3 separate regions of the Mus musculus genome follow, and regions 2 and 3 are each linked to region 1. Evidence: chromatin contacts called from public Hi-C and HiChIP or PLAC-seq data. All regions are on one chromosome and are shown on one strand. The core of a region is the stretch at or near the end of the contact, and the rest is flanking DNA. Distances in the headings are between cores, read along the strand shown.

Region 1 (4,423 bases), core at 1,090-3,589:
ATTTTAAAAAAATCAAAATTCCATGCTGCAGTAGCAAGCAGCTTGTTGGCTCTGAACTTCATTCAGAAGCCAGGGCTGCTGAGCTGTGTGTCCCGTCCCCCCCAGCTGTCATAACTGCCGTCCACACCAACTGCCGCTGCACACGTCAGAGAGAGCTGGGGAGAACCCAGTTCCCAAACCCGGAGGAGAAGCAGCAAAAACAAATCTGCTCCTATCAGCTGCCGTCCACCGCAGCCAGAGCCCTGGAGCTTGGGCGCTTCTTTCTAGCAGAGAGGCACATGGTTGGAAGATTTGCAGTGTGCATCTTGGCTGGAGCTAGAAATAAGGAGCCTATGCCCTCACACAGCAGGCCGCTATATTGACTCTGCAATACGTCATTGCAGAAAGACCACTGAGGAGGAGGAGACTAAGGGTGACGAGTGTTGTGAAGAATGGAAAGGGAGAGAAAACAGCTCCTGAGAGTCACCCTCATCCCCAACATCACTGTCCCTATCCCCTGATTGACTCCACTCACTAAACCTCCCTACCCTTCCCTTGATGAGAAAGATAGGTACAGATTTTTTTTTTTTCTATGCTCTTTACTGTTGAGTTCTAGGTCCTCCCTGTGGAGGGCTCCTTTCTGAACTACACAGAAGTCCAAACCTTGGGGCAGTCCTTCACCCGGTCACTTACTGATAAGGAAAGACTTTGCCGGCCTGGGTCCTGTGCCCAGAGCATGGCCTACTTCTGTTCTTCCTCTTTCTGTTTGATTTCTTTTAATACCTAACCTGTCTGGCCTGAGTGCAGGCCAGTCGGCTCTGCTCAGCCTGCATTGCAAGTGTGCCGTGAGTCTGAACCATGCAAACAATGACAAAAATGGTTTGTTGAGTAAAGAGAAGTGCTGTTGTGCTTATCTGGGCCTCTCTCAGCACTCTGCCTTCTGAGCTGCCACCTATGAAAGAACAGCTTGGGGATCCCTGCAAGATAGTAGTTACCCATACTCACTAGCGGTCGTAATTACCTGGGACTTGATAGCATGCTTAAATGAATTATATATAGACACATACACACACATACACACAAACAGCGGTAGCCCAAACCCACATATATGGCCTGGCTGATGGGCAAGTACTGGTGATACCTAAGGACACTTGTATAATTTGCAGCAAAACAGGACCCTCTATGGATCCAAGATTCTTTTTTTTTTAAAGATTTATTTATTATTATATCTAAGTACACTGTACTAAGATCACGGACTACTCTTCCAAGGACTGGGGCTTGATTTCTTGCACCCATTTGCTGGCTTATAGCCAGCCATCTGTAACTCCAGTTCCAGGGGATCCAGTGCCCTCTTCTGGTCTCCATGGGCATCAGGCATACACACATACACAGATAGATATACATGCAGCCACAACACCTGTACACATACATGGTAAAACTGTAAAAAGGAAAATGTACGTTTAGCTGGAGACAGTTGACAAGGCGTTTCTTTCCAGCTTCACCTTCTGTGTGGGTGAGCTCGACTACGGTTGAAGGTTTATCAAGGTGGCTTCTAGATCACAGCAGTTATCCTCTGAACCCTTTGCTTTTCTGTTCTGCAGTTTGTGGTCCTAGAGAAACACCAAGACCCCAAGAATGGGAGTCTGCCTGCGGATGGTACGAATGGTGCAGTAGTAGATGCTGGCCTGTCTCCCTCCCTGCAGCTCGGTGAGTCGGTATTTTACCTTGATCAAAAGTGTTTTCCAGCCGGGTGGTGGTGCCAGTGCACACCTTTAAACCCAGCACTTGGGAGGCAGAGGCAGGTGGATTTCTGAGTTTGAGGCCAGCCTGGTCTACAGTGTGAGTTCCAGGACAGCCAGGGCTATACAGAGAAACCCTGTCTCAAGGAAAAAAAAAAAAAAAGTGTTTTCCACTGAGAAATGTCATCTAGTCACAAAAGGCCATTGGCCTTGTCTAAGCTGAGTGAGCCCTGGGAGGCACTGACACCACGAGAGAAACACATTTGATTGCATCTCCTCTTCTCTTAGCCCCTGAGCTGCTTAGGACTGCAGGCTATCCCTAGTGTTGGTTCTCAGTCGTTGCTTCGAGTGTAGCTCCCCCGGGGATGGAAATAGCTCTCCCCAAACAGGTTCCGTGGCCTGGAGGGAGTGTTCTTATTGATGAAAGTTGATCTGGCTTTGTTCTAGGGATTTCAGCATATTCTAGTCTTACCGGGAGCTAACCCTCAGCCAGGCTCTAGGCTGAGAAGTCCAGTCAGACCACTAAGGGACCATAGATCCGAGCCAAGTTCTCAAGCTCCCCTGGAGCGTACTCTGCGTCCTTTGCTGTGGTCCCTCTGCCAGGACTTGTACTGTGATCTGTCCCTTGGGTTTGGAGCTCAGATATCATTATCCTCCTTACAGCCCAGAGGGCAGCACTGAACATGCTTTGTGTCCTAAGCCATTGGGAAGGCAAAGGAAATCTTTGAGCCAATAAAAACAGGTTCCCTGCTAGTGCCAGGAGCCGGCTAAGTGTCAGTGCTACTTGTATTTCCTGATAGTTCCCATCACACACACCGCCATAATACCCTCTTCCGGTTTCCAGTAGGGAGAACCTGGGGTCTTACTACAGAAAACTCATTCTAAATTTCCATTTTGAACATGCTCTGTGCTGTAACCTAAAATACTATATTCAGAAAAAAATTATTGCATAATTTGAGCAAGACGAGTTTAATAAGGCTCATTAAGGGATTGACTGAAAACTGTAATAAATGTTTATGTATGGTGACTGTTGTCTGTATACTCTTAAAACTCAGATCTTCAATAGTTGCCGAGGTATTGTTGCCAGCACTATTAGAAGGTAAAGGGCTGTCTTGTAGTTACTACTTTTCCTTGAGCAGCCAACAACACAGGGTCCCTTTCAGAGAAAATATGCTTAGAAGAAACATGTGGTAAGATTTTGCAACTTAACCCAAAGCTCAAAGATTTGACAGAAATGTAGTTATACCAGAGGTGGGGGATTCACATTGTTAGGGCAGAATGGATTAGAGCAGCAGTTCTCAACCCCTTTGGAGGTCACATACACCTAAGACTGCTGGACAGTAGTAGTGAAGGTTCATAGCAGTAGCAAAATGACAGCTGTAAAGTAGCCATGGGAACAGTGCTATGGTTGTGGGCCAGCAGAGCTTTAGGAACTGTATGGACGGCTGCAGCATTGGGAAGGCTGAGAGCGCGGGGTTTGAACATTAACACTGTTATGCACTGAGCAGCAAATGAGTTGATCCACTCCTTAGCTTCCCATGTGAGTAGTCCGACCAGCCATCGTGTTCCCACCTCATAGGTATTTACAGAGAAAGCACACACGGAGCTTGGGTGGGAGGGAGAGTGAGGAAGGAGTTGAAGGTCAGCTTTGGCTCTGAACTGGTTCTCCTAGAAAGGCGTGGAAGAAGCCTGGCAGTGGTGGCGCACGCCTTTAATCCCAGCACTTAGGAGGCAGAGGCAGGTAGATTTCTGAGTGTGAGGCGAGCCTGGTCTGCAGCATGAGTTCCAGGACAGCCAGAGCTACACAGAGAAACCCTGTCGTGAAACACACACACACACACACACAAAAGGCATGGAATCATAGTAGTAGTGTTTGAGCACAGAGACATCGTCATGGACCCCAGCCAGCACCAGTGGGTGAGGGTTAGGGAAAGAGGACCGAGCTGGGAGGAAGGAAATGTATTTCAAACCTAAACAATGTTCTAAGGCATGTATGGTCCTGATGTGGAGGTGGGGTGTACACAGGAAAGGCTAGGGAGCACTCTTAGCTCTTTGGATCATCTCAACCAACTGATGCTTTGCCAGTTTTCAAAACTGAACCCCAGGGGCTGGAGAGATGGCTTAGCGGTTAAGAGCACTGATTGCTCTTCTAAAGGTCAGGAGTTCAATTCCCAGCAACCACATGGTGGCTTACAACCATCTGTAACAGGTTCTGGTGTGTCTGAAAACAACGACAGTGTACTTAAATATAATAAGTAAATAAATCTTTAAAAAAACAAACAAACAAACAAACAAAAAAACCCTGAGCCCCAGATAGGTTGCAATGGGTTCCTTTGTTTCGTATGTTTTAAGTCTATTATCCCATGACTGTTACAAGGATGTCTTTGTGAACAATGAAATCTCCTCCTCTCCTTCATCTCTTCTTCATATCTATTCCGCCCCTCCTCTCCCTTTATCTTCTCTTTCCCCTTCATTCTTCTCTCTTGTCCCCCACCCATCTTCTTTGAACAGGGTCAGTGCATCTGACTTCATGGAGACAGAAGCCCCACATAGATGGAATGGGCACAGGGCAAAGCTGCTGGATTCCACCATCAAGTGACAGAGGACCCCAGGAAATAGAGGGAAACTCCCACCTACCCTCCTACAGACCTGTGGGGCCGGAGAAGCTGCATTCTCTCCAGTCAGCTAATGGATCGTGTCACGAA
Region 2 (4,423 bases), core at 811-3,310, 480 kb after region 1:
TTTCACTGCCAGATTACAACACTGGTTTTGATGGCTAATCTCAACATTTTAGATAGGAGACGTTTCCTGATTAGAAGTTATTCTCATGCCAAAAGTTCCCATCCTGGTTGGAATGTATATACCAAGCAATCTGGTTTGGGTCAGCTTCCATTCCATATTGTGTTAATGAAGCACTATCCAGCAATTAGCATGCACAGTGCCACTCCGGCCAGGCAGATAGGCAAGCCCTAAGAAACAGAGCAGTTTGTTTCAAAAATGATTTCTGCCCAAGCAGTACAAGGATGGAATTGTAGAAGAAGCTACGAGTTCTAATCAGTCCAAGAAAACACAAAAAACAAAAAACAAAAAAACAAAAATTCTTTCCCATTTCACCCTTTTCATTTCCTTTCTTATCCCACAGCAGAACCATTCATGGAAAGCTGAAAAATAAAAAGCATGAGGCCATATGTTTTAAATGAACTAAATTGGTGTGATTAGCCAGCAAATTAATTTGCAGTGGGTAATCATTTAAGGAAATTAAGATACCACTTTAGCACAGCCCCGTGCTTCACCATGAGCAAGCTTTCTTTAAAGCTCTGTGGAATGTGTGCTTCTGGAGCTTTGGAGCTACAGTGCTCAGCTTACAGGACAAAGCAGGGCAGTAACTTAGGCGTAGTTTTGCTGAGGCAAAGCAAAACATTCCATAAGTGAAGTAGCTACTTTGTTTTGAAACTAAACTTTGATTATTGGAATACTGTGCTCATTTTCAACGCCCCCCAAACAACAACAACAACAACAACAACAACAACAACAACAAGTCCTCAATTCACTTCAGTAACAATCTTTGTTTCTGTGAAATTATTGGTTTTAGGTGGAGTCTCCTCTAAATGATACTGCATGAGAATAAAATATCTTTAATTGTAACTAATGGTCTGAAAAGGATGCAGAGATCTCTTAAAAATCAAATTACTTGTTCGTTAAATCGTTTAGAATGTATGAATGCATATTATTGTAATTCATAATAGTAAAAGACTCTCTCCCCATTTTAATTTACCTCAAAAAAATACGGTAGTCCTACAAAATAGAATAAAAACAAAAATATCCCAGCCTCCTAGGATAGTTTGATTTCTAAATTGTTTAGGGAAGGTGATTTAATTGGAATAAAAGGACTGTATTTCGCTGGTTTGGAATCGCATGTTTTTACTTAGTTACCAGTTGCAAAATAGTGGCCTCTCCGCATCCGTTTAAAATGCATCTCCCTCAGTACAAGATTGGAGTTGACTGATGATCAATTTAAAGGATTTATAATCCGAAGTAATTGTGCGGGTTGGCATCTAGGCCTGGCTCTCAGGTAATTCGCTTGGGCCTGAGAGGTCACTAACCGCCGGTTAAGATGGAATCTCCTTTTTTTTCCAATGGGTAATGATGGGAAGGGGCTAATCTATTCCAGTAGCTGAAACTTTGTAGCTGGCCCTTTATCTTGACTGGGCTAATCCTCAGCTGGAGGATTTCTCCCTACCCTGTTGGCATCGAAATTTCAGGGAAGATGCCTCGTTTTAACTGCCAGCCATGCCTGGCTTCCAGTCGACTTCAACGCCGGGTAGGACTGTTCTAGTGTCTGCGATTGAGGGCGAACGGAACAGGGGCTCTGTAAGATCTGTTTGCCAACTGCGCTGAATCTGGAGAAACAAGCCCGGCGAGCCACAAATCATACACGGCGGAGGTTCTCCAGAGTGGAACAAATTTCCAGACTCGCATTATCTCACAGCTCTGTGGGAGAGAGGGCCTCCACTTACCGGCTACCGGAGAGAGAACGGCTGTCTCCCCGTCCCACCGCTTCCCAGGGTGACTGCCAGGCGGCCGAGGCTCGGGCTGCACAGCCAGCGCCGTGGAGCGGGTCTGGGTGGAACTGCGGGGATCTTGAGGGTGCCAAGTTCCGAGAGGGTCCACGCGGGGGGCTGCTAAAGCTAGCGGGCGCCGGCAGTTTCTGTCTGCTGCTCTCCGGCTTTCTCTCTCGGTCTCGCACTCTCTCTCCCCTCCCTCGCTCTCATCCCTCTCTCTTCCCTCCGCTCCGACTCCGTGTGCGGAGTGTCGTGACGTCAGCAGAGATTCCACCAAACTCCAGTGCACAGTGGCGCGCGGGCGGGCGGCCGAGCCTGCTGTACGCTGGGCGATCAAGGGGCGAGCACAGCCTTGGGCCACTGCGGGGGTGGGGGAGCGTGCAGGGGCGATCGAGGGGACAGGGGACCACTAGGGCTGAGAAGTGAGGCCCAGGGGCCCAGGAGACTGCGGTCCCGGACAGAACCCAGGAGGGAGGAGCGGAGGATCAGGGGCCGGAGGCAACTACCGACCGACAGGAGCTGACCAGTGGCAGGAGCTAGCACTCAAGCTGGGGAGCAGGATGGTGGGGATGGTAGGAAAGGGACAAGGATGGAATGGACGGAGAAAAAACGGTTGTGCGTCAAACCCCTTCTAAATCTGAGTGGGAGGGCCAGAGCCTGGGGAGACAGAAACCTATTCGCGCGGAGCAAAGTCTGGGTGGCTTACGAGGAAGGGACTAGCAAAGTGGCCCATGAAATGAAACAAAGGGCAGTGTGGCTTGGTTTGATCCGGGTGAGGCTTTCGAAGTGTGGATGTGAGTGTGCGCGCGCGTGACCTCCTTTCAGGCCCGCGGAGTAGAGGAAAGCTGGTTACTGTACTGATTGTCTACAGGGGCAGTGGGAGGGAATTGAGGGATCCACAGAGGGCAGCACTGAAGGTGGGTGGATGGATGGGGTGGCAAAGAGAAGATGATGACTGGGAGAAGTTAGAAAAATAGGGTGAGCTAGCGGCAGAAGGTGGGAGAGCCACAGCCGATAGGTGTGTGTGGGGGGGATGAAAGAAGGGAGGGAAGGAGAGAGAAAGAAAGAAAGAAAAAGGGGTAAGGAAGGGAGAGAGGGAGGGAGAGAGGGAGGGAGGGAGAGAGGGAGGGGGAGGAGGAGGAGGAGGAGGAGGAGGAGGAGGAGGAGGAGGAGGAGGAGGAGGAGGAGGAGGAGGAGGAGGGAGATATTACCAGACGATGACCGGAGGGAGGCCTGAACTACAGTAAGGCAAGGGCTAGGTCACGGTGGTGTCTGAGGTCAAGACGGGTGGATCAGAGTGGAAGAGCGCAGGTAGACAGGGCCACACACCGGCCAGTGTGTCGGCATGGGATCTCTTGCTCAAGTCTGGGACTCTCAGAGTCTAGAATTTCCTCTGCTGTACCTACACTCAACAAGTTCACCCCGGGTCGCGGATATCTCATTTTTTAAAATGACGAGGTTAAGGTTCCTGACTGAGAGTGGTATTAAATTGCACCGGGATGGGGGTGGGGAAGGAGAAGGAAGTTCCCCCCCATATGAGCGAATGTTCTTGAAAGTCCAGAGTATGTAAGGCTGAAAGGGGCCTTTCCTAGTCTACAAGTGGGTCCTACTTCTAATTTCATATTTTCTGATTTCCTAATGCGTCTGTACTTTGGAAACGAACAGGATATTTTGGCAGGGTCTTGCCTTTGCGTGGAAGGGCTATAAATATGATTCGCCTGGAAGACCAGGAGTGAAGGCTTCTGCCAGACATATGGGACAAAGTTCTTTCAATCTCAAGTGCATCCCTTCAAGATATGTTTTAGGAAAATATCAGAAAATAGCTGTACCTCATGGTTTGGCGTTTTTCTCACCAATATTAAACCTTGCCTGGGAACAAAACCCAACCAGACCCGCCATTAAACTGCATTTCTCCTTGGTCCCTAATTCTCCTTGGTCCCTAATAGAAAATAAAGTCCCCTCTAAAATTCATACAGCTTTTCTTCCTAAATCAGCACACCAGTTCATGCAATTTGAGGAAGATAATGCTGACTCCTCTGAAGGATGCCCACGGGATGTATACACAAGAAAAGTTAACCCAGGGCTACCGCACACACGCCGAGTTTCCTTTGAATCTGGAGGCTGTTTGGAGTATGTTCTGTGTTTTCTTGAATGACTCCGTGGTTTCAATTCATTGGTGTTAGCAGGAAAAACAGGCAAACAAACTTGCTCAATTTGTTTTGAGTGCCAAATCCCTTCACTTTGAAATAGCTAACAGTCGACTCATTTTATGGAAAGAGTTAGCCTCTTCAGTCTCCAGGAAAACCGACGAGAGATCTGCATTTTAAGCCATCTCTAACCTTGTAAGATCCATGAAAACTCAAACTTTTTCTCCTAACTCAATGGGAAACCAAAGTAATGCCATTTAAAGGAAGAGATTCAGGAGGAAAACAGTCACGTGCTGTTTTTATTTTTATTTCCTCTTCCCCCCACCCCCTTTGAGCCTTTTGGGGGAAAAAAATCAAGCATCTCAACAAGTCCTCTCACTGAACTCTGGTCTCACCTCACCGGAATACTTCCTGAACAAGAACATTGTCATCTCTGCCCATCCATTATTATTTTGC
Region 3 (4,423 bases), core at 781-3,280, 290 kb after region 1:
GCCCCGGCATAGTCTCACAAGAGACAGCTACATCTGGGTCCTTTCAACAAAATCTTGCTAGTGTATGCAATGGTGTCAGCGTTTGGATGCTGATTATGGGGTGGATCCCTGGATATGGCAGTCTCTACATGGTCCATCCTTTCATCTCAGCTCCAAACTTTGTCTCTGTAACTCCTTCCATGGGTGTTTTGTTCCCACTTCTAAGGAGGGGCATAGTGTCCACACTTCAGTCTTCATTTTTCTTGAGTTTCATGTGTTTAGGAAATTGTATATTATATCTTGGGTATCCTAGGTTTTGGGCTAATATCCACTTATCAGTGAGTACATATTGTGTGAGTTCCTTTGTGAATATGTTACCTCACTCAGGATGATGCCCTCCAGGTCCATCCATTTGGCTAGGAATTTCATAAATTCATTCTTTTTAATAGCTGAGTAGTACTCCATTGTGTAGATGTACCACATTTTCTGTATCCATTCCTCTGTTGAGGGGCATCTAGGTTCTTTCCAGCTTCTGGCTATTATAAATAAGGCTGCTATGAACATAGTGGAGCATGTGTCCTTCTTACCAGTTGGGGCATCTTCTGGATATATGCCCAGGAGAGGTATTGCTGGATCCTCCGGTAGTACTATGTCCAATTTTCTGAGGAACCGCCAGACTGATTTCCAGAGTGGTTGTACACGCCCTCAGAAGTCTTAAGAGCACCCCCCAAACTTCCTGTAACAGGAGGTTCAAACCACAAGCCTGGCCAAGGGAAAAAGGATAGGAGGGGTCTTTATACCCCTTTGAGACTTCTTGTTTATAGTAATCAAATCCATTTTTAAAAAGATTTATTTATTTATTATATGTACATACACTGTAGCTGTCTTCAGACACACCAGAAGAGGGCAACAGATCTCATTACAGGTGGTTGTGAGCCACATGTGGTTGCTGGAATTTGAACTCAGGACCTCCGTAAGGGCAGTCAGTGCTCTCTCTTGACTGCTGAGCTATCTCTCCAGTCCTCCCAAATCCATTTTTTTATTGACATTGAAGTAAACCTGTTATTTATACACAGGAAAAGAAAACAGAAGCACTTGACAGAAATGGCGAAGCCTACCTCCCATTTGGTCCTAGGCTTTCCTCTGGGTCCTTTATATGCAGAGTGGTCTAGTTCTACTCTCTGACCAAGGTGTTTGTACTGGCTGGTTTTGTGTCAACTTGACACAGCTGGAGTTATCACAGAGAAAGGAGCTTCAGTTGAGGAAATGCCTCCATGAGATCCAACTGTAAGTCATTTTCTCAATTAGTGATCAAGGGGGAAAGGCCCTTTGTGGGTGGGACCATCTCTGGGCTGGTAGTCTTGGGTTCTATAAGAGAGCAGGCTGAGCAAGCCAGGGGAGGCAAGCCAGTAAAGAACATCCCTCAATGGCCTCTGCATCAGCTCCTGCTCCCTGGCCTGCTTGAGTTCCAGTCCTGACTTCTTTCAGTGATGAACAGCAATGCGGAAATGTAAGCCAAATAAACCCTTTCCTCCCCAACTTGCTCCTTGGTCATGATGTTTGTGCAGGAATAGAGACCCTAAGACAATGTTGCTTTCTCCCCATTGTGTGAGATGTAACTGACGTCCCTGAGAGGCTAATAAATGTCCTTCAGGTCTTACAGAGTAGAGTCGGGATCCAGTCCCTGGCTTGATTTCAAAGTCCATGCTCTTCCCACCACAGCCCCACAATGTCCCCTTCTTGTTAGGGAGGAAAACACAGATGTGTGGGGCTGTGGGTATAGGGGAAGAGGGGGGAGGGAGAGAGCCCGTGTCTGACCAGAGTTCCTGTGCTCTGGGCAGGCGAACTCAGGAGGACTGCTGGACGCTTTTCCCCGGTGGGCATCTGGCTGTATGAAGTCACTGGACCCCACTTGATGGGGGGTGGACAAGGGGCAGCCCCCGATACCAGGGTTCCCGGGGTGACACTCTCGGCCCCAGAGATATGGGAGAGAGGGCAAGGGGAAAGGTTCCCACGCAGACGAGAGTTCTTAGTTTCGGTTTGTGGCTGGACACGGAAAGCCTTCTGAGGGGAGGTTAGACACGGCTCATTAGGAGAAAGCCTAGCTGATCATCCAAGCACAGTGGACCTTGACGAACAGAGACAGTCTATAATTTTAGAGCTGTATTGTAGAAAGGCAGGGAGAACGGAGAGAAGGTGGGGGGGGGGGGGGAGTGACCATGGCCAAGAGAAGGGAAGGGGAAACGAGAGAGAGAAAGAAGAAAGGCTAGAGAAGAGTAAGAGGTTAGAAAGAGAGAGCGAGGAGAGAGAGTAAGGGGGAGAGTAAGGGGGAGAGTAAGGGGGAAAGTAAAAGCTTAAGAGAGCGAGGAGGGGCCAAGCAGCCCCTCATATAGTGGTCTTGCTGTTGCTAGGTAACTGGGAGGCGTCTAGCCTGAAGGTCCAGGAGACATGAGGGAACATCTTCTGTCCCATGTAGGTGGGAATTACCATCACGGGTTCTACCGGGGTTCAGACCTCAACTCGACTGGAGATCAGCCTGTCTGTGAATAGCCCATTGCCCCACACAGATGTAAAATTCTCAACAGTGTCTGCAGGGGCTTTGCTCATTTCCCTTTGATCAGTTCTATCGTCCAGCAAGTGGGTAGCCGCACCCATTCCCTGACCTGTCTCCAGTCTGCAGCTGGTGGACCCCTCCAGCTCCATCCCCACTCTCCAACTCCGTCCCCACTCTCTACTGTCTCTACTTTTCACCTCAGCACTCCATCTTGTGGGAAAACTGCACTGAGAGTGAGCTGCCCACCCTGGGGCCAAGCTCCTTCTATTGATGCGGCATTTCCCAACCTTCAGCAAAATGGAGGGTCGAGCATTTGCTTGTGCCTGTTAGAAAACGACAGTTTGATCGGGTATATTTTTAAAGGGCACACGGATTTTAAGGAGCAGAAAGAGCATTAGAATCTCCACCTTGTCACTTGTTAACACATTTCACATTTCGTTCTTTGTGGCCAAACTGCCCTTCCAAGCCTCCCTTCTGTGCTGTCAGCCCACTTGCCTGTGAATAGCTCTGTGGCCCCTTTCCCAGAAAACGTCAGACTGTCATTTTGACGTACAAGGTAAGGAAATGACCTTTCCCCAATTAGCTCATTCATTTAACATTGTCGGGATGATGTTTAGCCAAGCTATTTGCTGCCCCTCTTCAGGTCACTGTATAGCTAGGTCCAAACGTGTATAAAATTCTTGACTCACTTTGAAAAACCCTATCTATCATGAAGTTTTCTGGATTCCTCAGCTTAGGGAGTCCTGACTAACCCTTCTCTCCTCAAACTAAACCATGTCTCTTGCCCGGAGGAAGCTGTCCAGCTAGCACAGCTGTGACCCCTGGGAACAAAAGCTCTTTTAAGATGGGCTACTGGCAAAACAGTGATTGAAGCTATCATCCCCATCTCACACCAAAGTGGATCCCAGGGAGGATGACATGTTGCAATCAAGCATTCCTGACCAAAATATAGGGGAACAGTCACTGGCCTTCTGAGTGAAGGAAGACTTTATAAGTTAAGAAGAAAGAAGAAAGGGAGAGAGAGAGAGGGAGAGAGAGAGAGAGAGAGAGAGAGAGAGAGAGAGAGAGAGAGAGGAAGAAAGCCAAAATATTCTCAAAGGAATATAGCAATTGGCTTGAGAAGCAAGCATGGGAAAACTGTCTTCACCAAAATTTGTAGATAAAATTAGAACTCAACAACGGAGAAGAGGCTAAAAGGAAATAAAAGTGAACTTTAAGAAGAGTTGTTCTCAATGTGTGGGGTCTCGACCTCCTTGGGGGTTGAATCACCCTTTCCTGGGTGATATCAGATATCTTGCTTAGCAGATATTATTTGCATTATGACTCATAACAGTAGCAAAATTACAGTTATGAAGTAGCAACAAAAGTAATTTTATGGTCGGTGGTCACCACAACATGAGGAACTGTACTGAAGGATCGAAGCATTAGGAAGGCTGAGAACCACAGCTCTAGACAGTTCTAGGGCCTTGGGAATGCTGGGTGGTACTGTGTCCTGATTTGAGTCTGGTTACATGCTCTATAACACTGCTCAGTGAACCATACACACTTTATGTTTACATATGTAGATACATGTATGTACACAGAGTTAATAAAAAGTCATGGGTGGGGGATGAAATGATGCTTACTGAAAGATGCCCTGCGTAATGCATAAAGTCCTGGGCTCAAAACCGAGCGCCCAGAGTACAAAGGAGTCAAACGCCAATAGGTAAGAATGACAGACAAATGGGAACTTGTCCTAAATGACTTTTCAAAGACAATCGACCAGGCAAAGCAAGCACAGTAACAATATTTTCTTTCTCTGACCATTTTCTCTCTCTCTCTCTCTCTCTCTCTCTCTCTCTCTCTCTCTCTCTCTCTCTCTCTCCCTCTCTCCCTCTCTCCCTCTTTCCC

Evidence for each region. Hi-C and Micro-C count contacts between places; a contact is called where the count stands out from the background. HiChIP or PLAC-seq counts read pairs in DNA pulled down with a chosen protein or histone mark.
Region 2: an H3K27ac HiChIP or PLAC-seq map of embryonic stem cells shows a contact between it and region 1, with 3 times the contacts expected there. The contact joins the promoter of Pitx2 here to the enhancer-like site in region 1. A contact is called at or near these places in 1 of 15 datasets of contacts at CTCF or cohesin (embryonic stem cells), 7 of 484 Hi-C or Micro-C datasets (cortical neurons, embryonic stem cells, myocytes and 1 more), 10 of 115 datasets of contacts at active chromatin or transcription factors (astrocytes, embryonic stem cells, extraembryonic endoderm stem cells and 2 more) and 2 of 9 other capture datasets (adipose tissue and liver).
Region 3: a Hi-C map of muscle stem cells shows a contact between it and region 1, with 2.0 times the contacts expected there. The contact joins two enhancer-like sites. A contact is called at or near these places in 1 of 39 promoter capture datasets (cranial neural crest), 2 of 484 Hi-C or Micro-C datasets (bone marrow-derived macrophages and muscle stem cells) and 2 of 9 other capture datasets (adipose tissue and liver).

What each region holds. Positions count from the first base shown.
Region 1 is chr3:129,678,362-129,682,784 of GRCm38.p6, reverse strand. It overlaps Egf (epidermal growth factor), which reads left to right. Exons shown (of 24, transcript NM_010113.4): 23 at 1,581-1,686; 24 at 4,230-4,423. Among named protein-coding and RNA genes, the nearest start is that of 6330410L21Rik, 73 kb to the left of the region's middle. Within about 2 kb of position 2,339, at least 42 of the 459 cell types and tissues checked have an H3K27ac peak or open chromatin away from gene starts, as enhancers often do. A contact at or near this core is called in embryonic stem cells, muscle stem cells and trophoblast stem cells, where this site is marked.
Region 2 is chr3:129,197,515-129,201,937 of GRCm38.p6, reverse strand. It overlaps Pitx2 (paired-like homeodomain transcription factor 2), which reads right to left and starts at 2,060. Exons shown (of 5, transcript NM_011098.4): 1 at 1,776-2,060. Gm40149 (a long non-coding RNA gene) reads left to right here and starts at 3,029. Exons shown (of 4, transcript XR_867634.2): 1 at 3,029-4,423.
Region 3 is chr3:129,390,963-129,395,385 of GRCm38.p6, reverse strand. No RefSeq gene overlaps it. Among named protein-coding and RNA genes, the nearest start is that of Gm35787, 30 kb to the left of the region's middle. Within about 2 kb of position 2,030, at least 29 of the 459 cell types and tissues checked have an H3K27ac peak or open chromatin away from gene starts, as enhancers often do. A contact at or near this core is called in muscle stem cells, where this site is marked.